Linked DNA regions of Mus musculus: region 2 is linked to region 1. A link is a contact called in public Micro-C data. All regions are on one chromosome and are shown on one strand. The core of a region is the stretch at or near the end of the contact, and the rest is flanking DNA. Distances in the headings are between cores, read along the strand shown. Region 1 has its middle 38 kb from the start of 1700020N01Rik. Region 2 has its middle 81 kb from the start of Platr6.

Region 1 (4,901 bases), core at 868-3,367:
TATCTGGGGAAGTGCCCTGGGGAGGTTGGCTGCTATTTTCTCTGACTGGAGCAGAATTTTTTGGTACACTGGAAATTTTCAATTTTAAAAAAAAGTATACCCTGAAACATAGTATGTCTGTGAGTGATCACTGAAATGAACCACCTATATCTAACTACATAGCTATTGTGTTGACAATAAACAGAATCCTGCCAGGTGCCAACAAGTTGAGATTTTTATACTGTCATGACTACTTATTCATTGTTAATTTACTGTGTAGAACTGTACTATTTCTAATCATAAAATAAAAAGATGCTATGAAATAAAAGAATGGCTATTTAGAGAATTCATTGAAGATTCTATATAATTAATTAAAAAAATAGGTTTATTTAAAATCATTTCTCAAATTAGAAAGTTAAATTCAAGAAAGCTCCAATAAATGTACTTGAAAAGGGTCAAATTACTATGCAAGAGAAGTAGAGACTGTATTCAAGGGAAGCATAATTACTGAAATATTTATGTTTTTCGGCTGATGGTCTGAATAGCTAACAACTTTAATGTTTTATTACTCTGTTGCTATGCAGAACATTCTACCTTGAGCATGTATTGACTTTCTCCCCTGATGACACCCTCCCCCCAGCTCCTCCTAGAGCCCCTATCCTGTCCATCTCTCAACTCCAGGTCTTCTCTTTATACCCTAGTGAGTCCACCCAGTGCTTCCTTCATGCACATGGATATAGGGCTGTCCACTGGAGCATGGGCAACCTACCAGAGGCCACATCAGTGAAGAAAACTGACTCTCCCTATTCTAATTCTTTCAACTGTTGGTAATTCCTCAACGAGGGATGGGCCTCATGTGCTGCTCCCCTAAAATTCCATGCCAGAATTTTATCCCAACTTGTATAGGTCTTACGTAGTCACACAAGTGTGACAAGAGTGACAGCTGCTGTGAGTTCAGTTCGACAGCTGTCTCATGACTAAGTGACACTGTTTCACGTGGTCCTCCCAACCTCTGGCTCTAGCATTCTTGCTGTTCTGTCTTCCACAGTGTTCCTTGAGCTCCGGTGTGTGTGTGTGTGTGTGTGTGTGTGTGTGTGTGTGTGTGTGTGTGTGTGTGATATCTCACATGTGCCATTTGGGGCTGATCTTTCCACAGTCACTCATTCTCAGCACTCTGACTGGCTACATTAACCTGTCTCTTACTTAAGTGCCATTCACTGCAAAAAAAGGGGGTGGGGTGGGGAGAGCTTTTCTAATGAGGGTTGAGAGCTGCCTTAATCTATGATATAATACAGGTATTTAGGAGGCGATTTGATGCTGTCCCTGCTTAGTAAAGTAGAAATGGGGTCTCCCATCTGATCTTCCCAGCCACACAATCTTGGCCAGGTTTCAGTGTCAGGCATAAATTCTCTCCTCTGAGGTTGGCCTCAATTCTAATCAGAAAGTGGCTGGTTCCTCCATAGTATTCATTCTACTATGGCACTGAGAGGCATGTCTTGGCAGGTTGGTCATCATTGTAGCTCACAGGGTTCAAAGTTGGATAATACATTGATAGCTGATGACACAGCACCATCTAGCACTATGGGATTTTTTTTTTTAATTTTCAGATAGCGTTTCTGCATAGTTATAGAATGTGATGTTCTTATTTCCTATGAAGGCTGTAGCATGGTGAAGCTGGGACAGATGCCTGTCTACACTATACCATGCTGGCATCCAGCTGGTCCACCTTCCCTCCCTATTGTGCATCTAAACAGACCTTGTGAAAAACAGCAAGATAAAAATTTTAGAGTCCTACCACACTTAAAATATTTCTTTTGCAAAGGACAGTGGATTTGAAAAGCTCAAGATGCTAAGTAGGTAGAGACTTGTGGAAGCTGGTTTACATAAAGCTATGTGAGCTCTAAGGAATAGAGACCAACTCTACTTTTGGGAAGTGAGTCAAGTATTATCTGAAACTAGTCGCACAAACCCAAATGGATCAGAAGGTCATAAAGTCCTTGGTCTGTCTCTGGTTTAGTCCCTGGTCTTTTTCCTTCTTGGTTTCCTTTATGTGTCTTGTGTGGCCTCTAGGGCAGTCTCCCTCAAGGATATTTATCCCTGACCAGTCTGGCCTTTCCTCTCTGTAACAGCTCATAAGCTTTTGCACATGGCTCTGGCTCACTGTGCCTGTGGCAATTTGACAATTGCAGTAAAACTGCTTCTTGGTCATTTACTCCTCATTTCTTAGTCCAACTTTCCAGAGGAAAGCTGTAGTTGGTTCAACTCTTTTCCATATTTCAGGCCAAGGGTAAGGGAGGGCGCAGCTGTGAGATGGTCCTGAGGTCAGGCTTGTCCAATCTCTGCCACAAAAATGAAGTTCAAGACTTTTGGGGGGAAAAGATTATGGATAGGCGATATTCTCAAGAAAGACTGCCAGTCAGGTTGACTGTGTGTGCACATATTTACAAATTCATTTTCTGTTCACAAATTACAATTATGCATAGCTATGGAGTAAAGTTTTTATCTGGAAGCCACTTTTGATATGATCTCAGGTCTTTATTAAATTTTTAGCTATTCATTCAACAAGTTTTCATTAAGTGGTCTGAGTGGGTCTAATCTAGGAAGAAATAACAACTCAAATAGGACCTGGGATGCTTAGAAATACTGGATTCCCCAGTGCGACCTTGCCCCATGGTTCCTATGTCCTACATGTTGTCATCACTTACAGCTCGGTTTTGATTTGTCACCTCTGTGAGACTTATCTATGCTGTCAGTAGAATGGAAGGATACTTTTTATGCACAGCCGCCTTCACAAAGATTCAGGATTATCTTCACCACACACGTCTTGGCAACGTGTCTGAGTGGTTCTGAAGGGTTATGGCACTTTCATCTATGAGATAATATGAATTTATAAGCACACATAAGTATCAGATGGGTATATGAGAAGAAGAGGAAACAGCATGAATTCTGCTAGTCATAGGTTAAGGACTTACTGCTTATAAACTTTTGCCACATTTTTAAAAAAAGAAACTCTTCCCTTTGGCAGATACTCAAGTGGTGAACCATCTTAAAGAGACATCCTGGTGCCTCCCCCAGGAGGCCAAGGTCAACACTAACCATCTGACATTCATTCATGCTTATTGTGTGCATCCATAAAGAAAGGAGTGAGAACAACCCTTGACCTCTGTGGTCTTTCTCCAAAGACCCAGGCCCTATTCAGTCTCAGCCTAAGCAGAAAAAAAAAATAATGTTTGGGCATACTGTCCAAGAAGCAAAACTGTCTAACAAATTTCCTAAAGACATCCAAGGTTGTAAAACAAGAGGAGTCTAAGAAACTATCTCAGTTATGAACACAGCCTGAGATGACAACTCAATAAGCATGTTATAACTACATGGATGTAGCTGTCAAGTAGAAAGGGCCACTGATGTAAAGATAAGGAAATAGATAAAGAGTATACTTTAGCCAGTAATAATCCATACATATCTAAACAAATATAATTATATTAATGTATGACATTAATATTTCAGGGATGCTGAATACAGGGTATATAGAAATTACATCATCTTTTAAACTTTTAAGTAAATCATTACCTACCTATTCAAAAATAAATTGTATTTAAAAACCCATTATGTGTTAGAAGAAAATTGAAGAAAGACTCTTTTGATTTGCTTTGTTTGTTTTCCTCGGAATCTTTGAGTATGGTACTTCTGGTGTTACACCAAGATTGTCCTGGAAATCTTTGGAGTGTCTGAAGCTCGGATGCCTTATATACCCATCTTCCCTGGAGGCTCTGCAGTGAAAGTACAGGGCAAAACTAGGTGCTGCTTGGGGGCTCTCCATTTATCAGGTGTTAGCATAATTATAACAAACAGACCACTTAACAGCAAAACTCATCAAGTCTGTACTGTACTTAAAAAAATAATGTGCAAACATTATAACAAGTAGCATAGACAGATGGGAAAAAAAAAACCTGCCCATCTTCCCTCTTATTTCTCTCCCTGTATCCCTTGTTCCTTCTGCCTGGCTAGTTACAGTGCTGAAGAAACTAGCCATTCTGATTTCTATATTCACATTTCATCACAAACATTCTCAGGTCATTTCCTATCGTCAACTTTTCATTTTGAAAGGATGGGTAACAGTGAAATAAGCTGCTACGCTATAATTGAATTGAATTCTCTAAAAGCCAATGCTTCAGTTAACCATGTCTACCACAAGGGACTGAGCTCCCTGTGGCTCATCCTGTGTCACCCAACTGAATGCTCAGATGATGTCTAGAGTATATTTATTCCTTGGGAAGACATTCTGAACTCCTGACCTGAGTCTCCTGCCAGGGGTGCACAGAGTCCATGCTCAGCAGTTTTGGGGATTGCAACGCAGAGCTGCACAGCTCTGCAGTAACCGGACCTCATCTTTCCTTTCTGCTTTTTAAGATGCCTCACTGTGAAATCAAACTTGTTTGGCTCCAGGCATTCAAAATGCCTTTCATTTACTCACGAAGAGACGATAACTGTGGTTAACTTTATGTACCACATGATTGAAAAATGAAATGTTCTCATGGACAGGGTTGCAAAAAAAGATAACCAAAATGGATGAAGGAAGGAGGCGATGATGGACCGACCATAAGTCATCCGGTTACAGTTTCTTGGAAGATGGAGAGAATGCATATCTTGTTTGATGTCCTCAAGCCAAGAGCGTATCTAATGCCTGTCAACTCCTCTAAGGAGAAAAACGCTGGATACACCTAACCCTCTTCCTCTTCTCCTCTCCCCCTCTCTCTCCTGCAAGGCATAGATTATTAAAAGGAAATTTGCTTTTCTTCTTAAGGTCATTGCAAAAACCTAGCTTCAGTTCTGATCTTGGTACACATAAGAGACAGGAAAGAAAGTGGATTGTTAAACTGAAAAACAAGCAAGCAAGCAAACAAACAAACATATAAATGGTT
Region 2 (4,901 bases), core at 1,778-4,277, 150 kb before region 1:
GAAAAAAAAAGAAAACAAGGTTCCTATGAGATTTCCTAGGAGGGAAAATCCACCTTGCAGTTCAAATGAAGCAGTACCCCATGTTCTTTTCCTCAAGCTTGCAAGGTTTTTATTCTCCCTCTTAAAGTATAATATCTAATTTTTCAGTTTTCTTCTTTTAAAATAAACTCTTCTAGGGAACTTTTAAACTTACAGGGAAGTAAGAAAGAAGCCCCCATGACTCACAGGTCCAATTTTTTTCTTATTTCTGTCGTGGCACAGATCACAGTGAGAACATGAGTCTGTCCTGTACCCAGATGCACACGGACCACAGTGAGAACACGAGTGTCTCCTGTATTCAAATCCACGCAGATTTTACCTTTGTCCCCTTTCTTTCCAGGACTTAGTCAGGGTGCTGTTGTAGAAATTATTTAGTCCTGACCCAGGGTTTCTACCCTGCCTTTTTCCATTTAGTTCCTGGAAAACACACACACACACACACACACACACACACACACCCCTTTTATATTTACAATAAGCCTTAAACAGCACAATAGTTGGACAGATATTTACCCTCTCTGCTATTAGAATCTATTTCCTATCGATAACCCCAAGTTACTACTTATTGAGGCCATGTTTTCTTGACTCCTAACCTATAGTGGCTTTGGCTTCCTCCTCCTGCACCTTCTCCTCCCTTGTGGTTCTCCCCAGACCCCAAGCCTTCGAAACCTAAACCCCACCCATGTCTCTTCTGTCCAGCTATTGGCTGTTGGCATCTTTATTTACCAATCAGAAATAACTTGGGAGCAGGGTTCCTCAGAGTCTTTCTTCTCTCTGGGGCCCAATATTAACATAAGAATACAAGCAGTGTTGTCAAATTTGACACTTAAAAATAAGTCCCTAAGTGGGGAAGGTGGTTTCTTGAGTGCTTTTATTCTGATTATCCTTGGGTTATGAGTTGCAGAGACCAGAGGGCAGGATAAAGAGTTGTCACTATAGCAAGTTCTTTTTCTTTCTTTCTCTCTCTCTCTCTCTCTCTCTCTCTCTCTCTCTCTCTCTCTCTCTCTCTCTCTCTCTCTTTCTCTCTCTCTCCCTTTCTCTTTCTTTCTTTCTCTCTTTCTTTTTCTTTCTTTCTTTCTTTCTTTCTTTTTTCCTGGGGATATTTTTTATTAGATATTTCTTTATTTACATTTCAAATGTTATCTATCCCCTTTCCTAGTTTTCCCTCCAAAAATCCCCTATCCCCTCCTCCCCCCCTGCTCCCCAACCCACCCACTCCCATTCCTGGTCCTGGCATTGTCCTATACTGGGGCATAGAACCTTCACAGGACCAAGGGCCTCTCCTCCCATTGATGACCGACTAGGCCATCCTCTGCTACATATGCAGCTAGACCCACAAGTTCCACCATGTGTTTTCTTTGATTGGTGGTACAGTTCCAAGGAGCTCTGGGGGTACTGGTTAGTTCATATTGATATTCCTTCTATGGGGCTTCAGTCCCCTTTAGCTCCTTGGGTACTTTCTCTAGCTCCTTCATTGGGGGCCTTGTGCTCTGTCCAATGGATGACTGTGAGCATCCACTTCTGTATTTGTCAGGCACTGGCAGAGCCTCACAGGAGACAGCTATATCAGGCTCCTGTCAGTAGTCTCTTGTTGGCAAGTGCCTAGTGTCTGGGTTTGGTGGTTGTTTATGGGATGGATCCCCAAGTGAGGCAGTTTCTGGATTGTTTCCTAATGAAAAGGAACTTGCTCCGAACGACCATCTATAACCAGTTCGGAGCAAATTCTTTTTCATTAGGATAACTTGGCTCACGATGCTGACCCTTAACCTCCTGGAAGAGGCAGTTTGCCTATATGCACTTGTTTGTATATATGTTAAGCCAAACAAGACTGACGCCTCCATCAGTTTGCCTCGTTTTCTACTGTGAAGTTACTCTTCTCCCCACCCCTTTCATACTGTACTTTTTGGAAGGAAGTCCAAATGTGCTGTACATTCATAAAGGAGTTTCTCTATAGCTCCGTGAGCAGGGTGTAGAACTTTACAGCACACATGCGTGTGTATGTGAGCACACACACATGTTGTAAACCTTAAAGTACACAGATTGGCTTTGGGGTTTTCTTGTTTGTTTGTTGTTTGGTTTTGATCACTGAAAGAATTTGAACATCTCAGGACAAAACCTAGGCTATGACATATTCTCTAAATGCATTACAAAATTGTATGGAATGTGGTAGGGTAAAGGTAATAACCTAAGAACCCTGGTATGTATGTAAAATACAATATGAAAGGGACAAGGGAGTACTGCGCCCTTGTCGATATAATTAGATCCCTTAGATGTGTGATTAAATATAGGTCATTATAGAAGCATATCAAAACTAAGTAATTAAATAGATGGTGGATATTTAGAGCCAGGTTTTTCCGATACTGGAGTAGAAGGTTGTAGACAGCAAAAAGGCACCAATATATTGATACTAGTGACACTAGGTTAGAATCAGAGACAACATTATGTGTTTGGCTTAAAACAGATACAAACACATGCAGCAATATTAGTGTATAAGTGCACACACTTGTAAGATGCACTTCCTTGATTTCTAATATCATTGTCCAGTAAACGGAACTGAAACTATTTAGAGAAATGGTCAATTTTAGAACTGAGGTAAGAAACAGACAGGATGATGCTGTAGCATCTCACAGGGTGTGGAAGTACTCACAGCTACTGCCCAACCCAAGAGCAATGCTCTTGCCTGATATAAAGATGCCAAGGGGACCCAGGAGGGAACTGAAAATGACTGACAGCAGGACTGAGACAACCCAAGAAAGAAAGCCGATAACACTGTATTGGTTTGTAAGCAAAAGTTAACATCCACATGCCCACACTGGCTGACATAACCGATGTGTGACCCTTCATACAGAGAATCCCACACAGGTTCTGGAAATCTATTTTTGTGCATATCATTGTCATCTCTGCATCGCAGAAAATTACACAAAACAATTGACGAGGGCCACAAGGTTAATGGCCGCCCTTCGGGTGGAGTGAGCGCACTGAGAGTCATACAAAGTTATGAGCAGAGGCAGATTCTCACCTGCTTTCCCTCTGCGTTTCCTTGGCGATGAATGTTGTCTAGCAACTGCTAATTTCCTTTCCTAGATCTGAAGAAGGAAGCTCTCTCAAGCCTCCTCAGGTGTGTGTGTCTTAACCGGGCTAGGAGCAGGGAATTAACCTCTTACACATGCCTTCAAGAAGAAGAAATGGAGACAGTTTCTTTTTTTATTTGAAACTAAAACAAGGTCTCAGTGTTTACTTGTCCATGAGCAGTACCACAAAGCTGACTGTTCAGTGTGGGGCTGCAGTGACTCAGCAGAAACCTTTAGACACACCCCGGGAAAGCACACGCAGAGAGGGGTAGCCTTATAACTAAACGTGGGCCTTTACAATAACTTCCACATTGCTCAGAAACCAGTGCCAATGTTAGCTTGATTTAAAAAGCAGCACGGGCTTGACCACAACAGCCCGAGGAAACTCTGCTCAGTCTTTTGCTTAGGAAAGTTCCAAGAACACGAAGATGTTTTAAAGACAGCAATGCATCGTCCCGCCTAGCCATTCTTTCCTTGGTGCTCTGGGACAGTGTGTCTGCATCCTGCTCTGCCTGCCTTAGTAGTTCTGGGCATTAGCCCTCCCCAGAGCGTTTCCCAGGGTAAGCATCCAACCAATACCTCTTTTTCAGGAGGCTCCATACATCCTCAAATAACAATTTTGCCTTTGAAACAGTTTTTATCCTTCTGTTGTGTGACATTTGTTAGTTGTAAACATGAGCCTGAAATTCTAGGCAATTCCCTAGAAACCCACATTATGCTTCGGTTATAAATAATGGATACAAAGTAAATCCGCCTTCACCACCCAAGCCACACAGAGCAGAAATAATTATCACACAATACCTACAGGATTGAATATATGTGACAGATGGCAACTAGATTAAATATTCCTTCTCCATATCTTTCCTTTTCTTTTTAATCAAATGCTATGTAATAACGGGTCTGAAAAAGTGTCAATGTGACAACATTTGCAATTGATTTAATGAAATTAAAGACCTCAAAATGTTAACATTTAACACTTTAATGTCTATTGCTAGCCAACATTGTATGTTGATTTCAACTTTAAAAACTAACAGAACAAGTGCAAATAAATGCAAGATTTTAAGTACTTTTGGGAGTTTAGATAGATTTCAGCACACTGTAATGGAGGCATGTCCCTTTCCAGGGTCATATAAACACCGGAAGGACAGGGTCACTGTGAGATTTTGAGCTTCATTTAACCATTTAAGGTCCTTAAGGTCGGTGCATGCTGTAATTTTGGGTGTCTGTCCTTGTCTGCACATCCATGTACCATTTATGAGACACGCCCTGCAGTTGGGACAGAGGAGGGGCTCCGTTTCTTAGCGCCTTTCCATCTCCCTCAAGGTATGCTGTCCACCCACATTGTTTTATTTACATCAGTAGGAAGACACACATGAGTCCCCTTGCACTTTTTATCTATGAATGAGGTGACTTCTGAACCCATAGTCCAACTGGCCTTCACTGAGGAGCTGTGCACCAAGTGTCCTTTGCATTCTACAGTACTGTGGGTGATGTGAACACTGGGAATCTTCAGCCTTGTGGGTCATTCTCTGTATGTGTTACCTGTTGTCATTTGGCTTTGCTTTCCTCCTATAGACACCTGTGTGGTGTTTGTCAGATGTAATAGAATCTCACCCCATCACTGCATATTCCAGAATGAAGGGAATATGTTGAGAAAAGTTTCCTTTCCTGTAATGGTTTCAACTATATGAGGTGTCTTAAAATTTGAGTGAGTAAAGCAAGGATGGATTGAAGAGGAGAGATGAGGAAAAGGGCAAAGAGTACTAGAGAACACAAGCATGCGCACATGCA

Evidence for each region. A called contact is a pair of places that touch in the nucleus more often than the background predicts.
Region 2: a Micro-C map of muscle stem cells shows a contact between it and region 1, with 2.7 times the contacts expected there. The contact joins two enhancer-like sites. A contact is called at or near these places in 5 of 484 Hi-C or Micro-C datasets (the C2C12 cell line, muscle stem cells and uterus).

Annotation. Positions count from the first base shown.
Region 1 is chr10:21,628,932-21,633,832 of GRCm38.p6, reverse strand. No RefSeq gene overlaps it. Among named protein-coding and RNA genes, the nearest start is that of 1700020N01Rik, 38 kb to the right of the region's middle. Within about 2 kb of position 2,117, at least 8 of the 459 cell types and tissues checked have an H3K27ac peak or open chromatin away from gene starts, as enhancers often do. A contact at or near this core is called in muscle stem cells, where this site is marked.
Region 2 is chr10:21,775,082-21,779,982 of GRCm38.p6, reverse strand. No RefSeq gene overlaps it. Among named protein-coding and RNA genes, the nearest start is that of Platr6, 81 kb to the left of the region's middle. Within about 2 kb of position 3,027, at least 97 of the 459 cell types and tissues checked have an H3K27ac peak or open chromatin away from gene starts, as enhancers often do. A contact at or near this core is called in muscle stem cells, where this site is marked.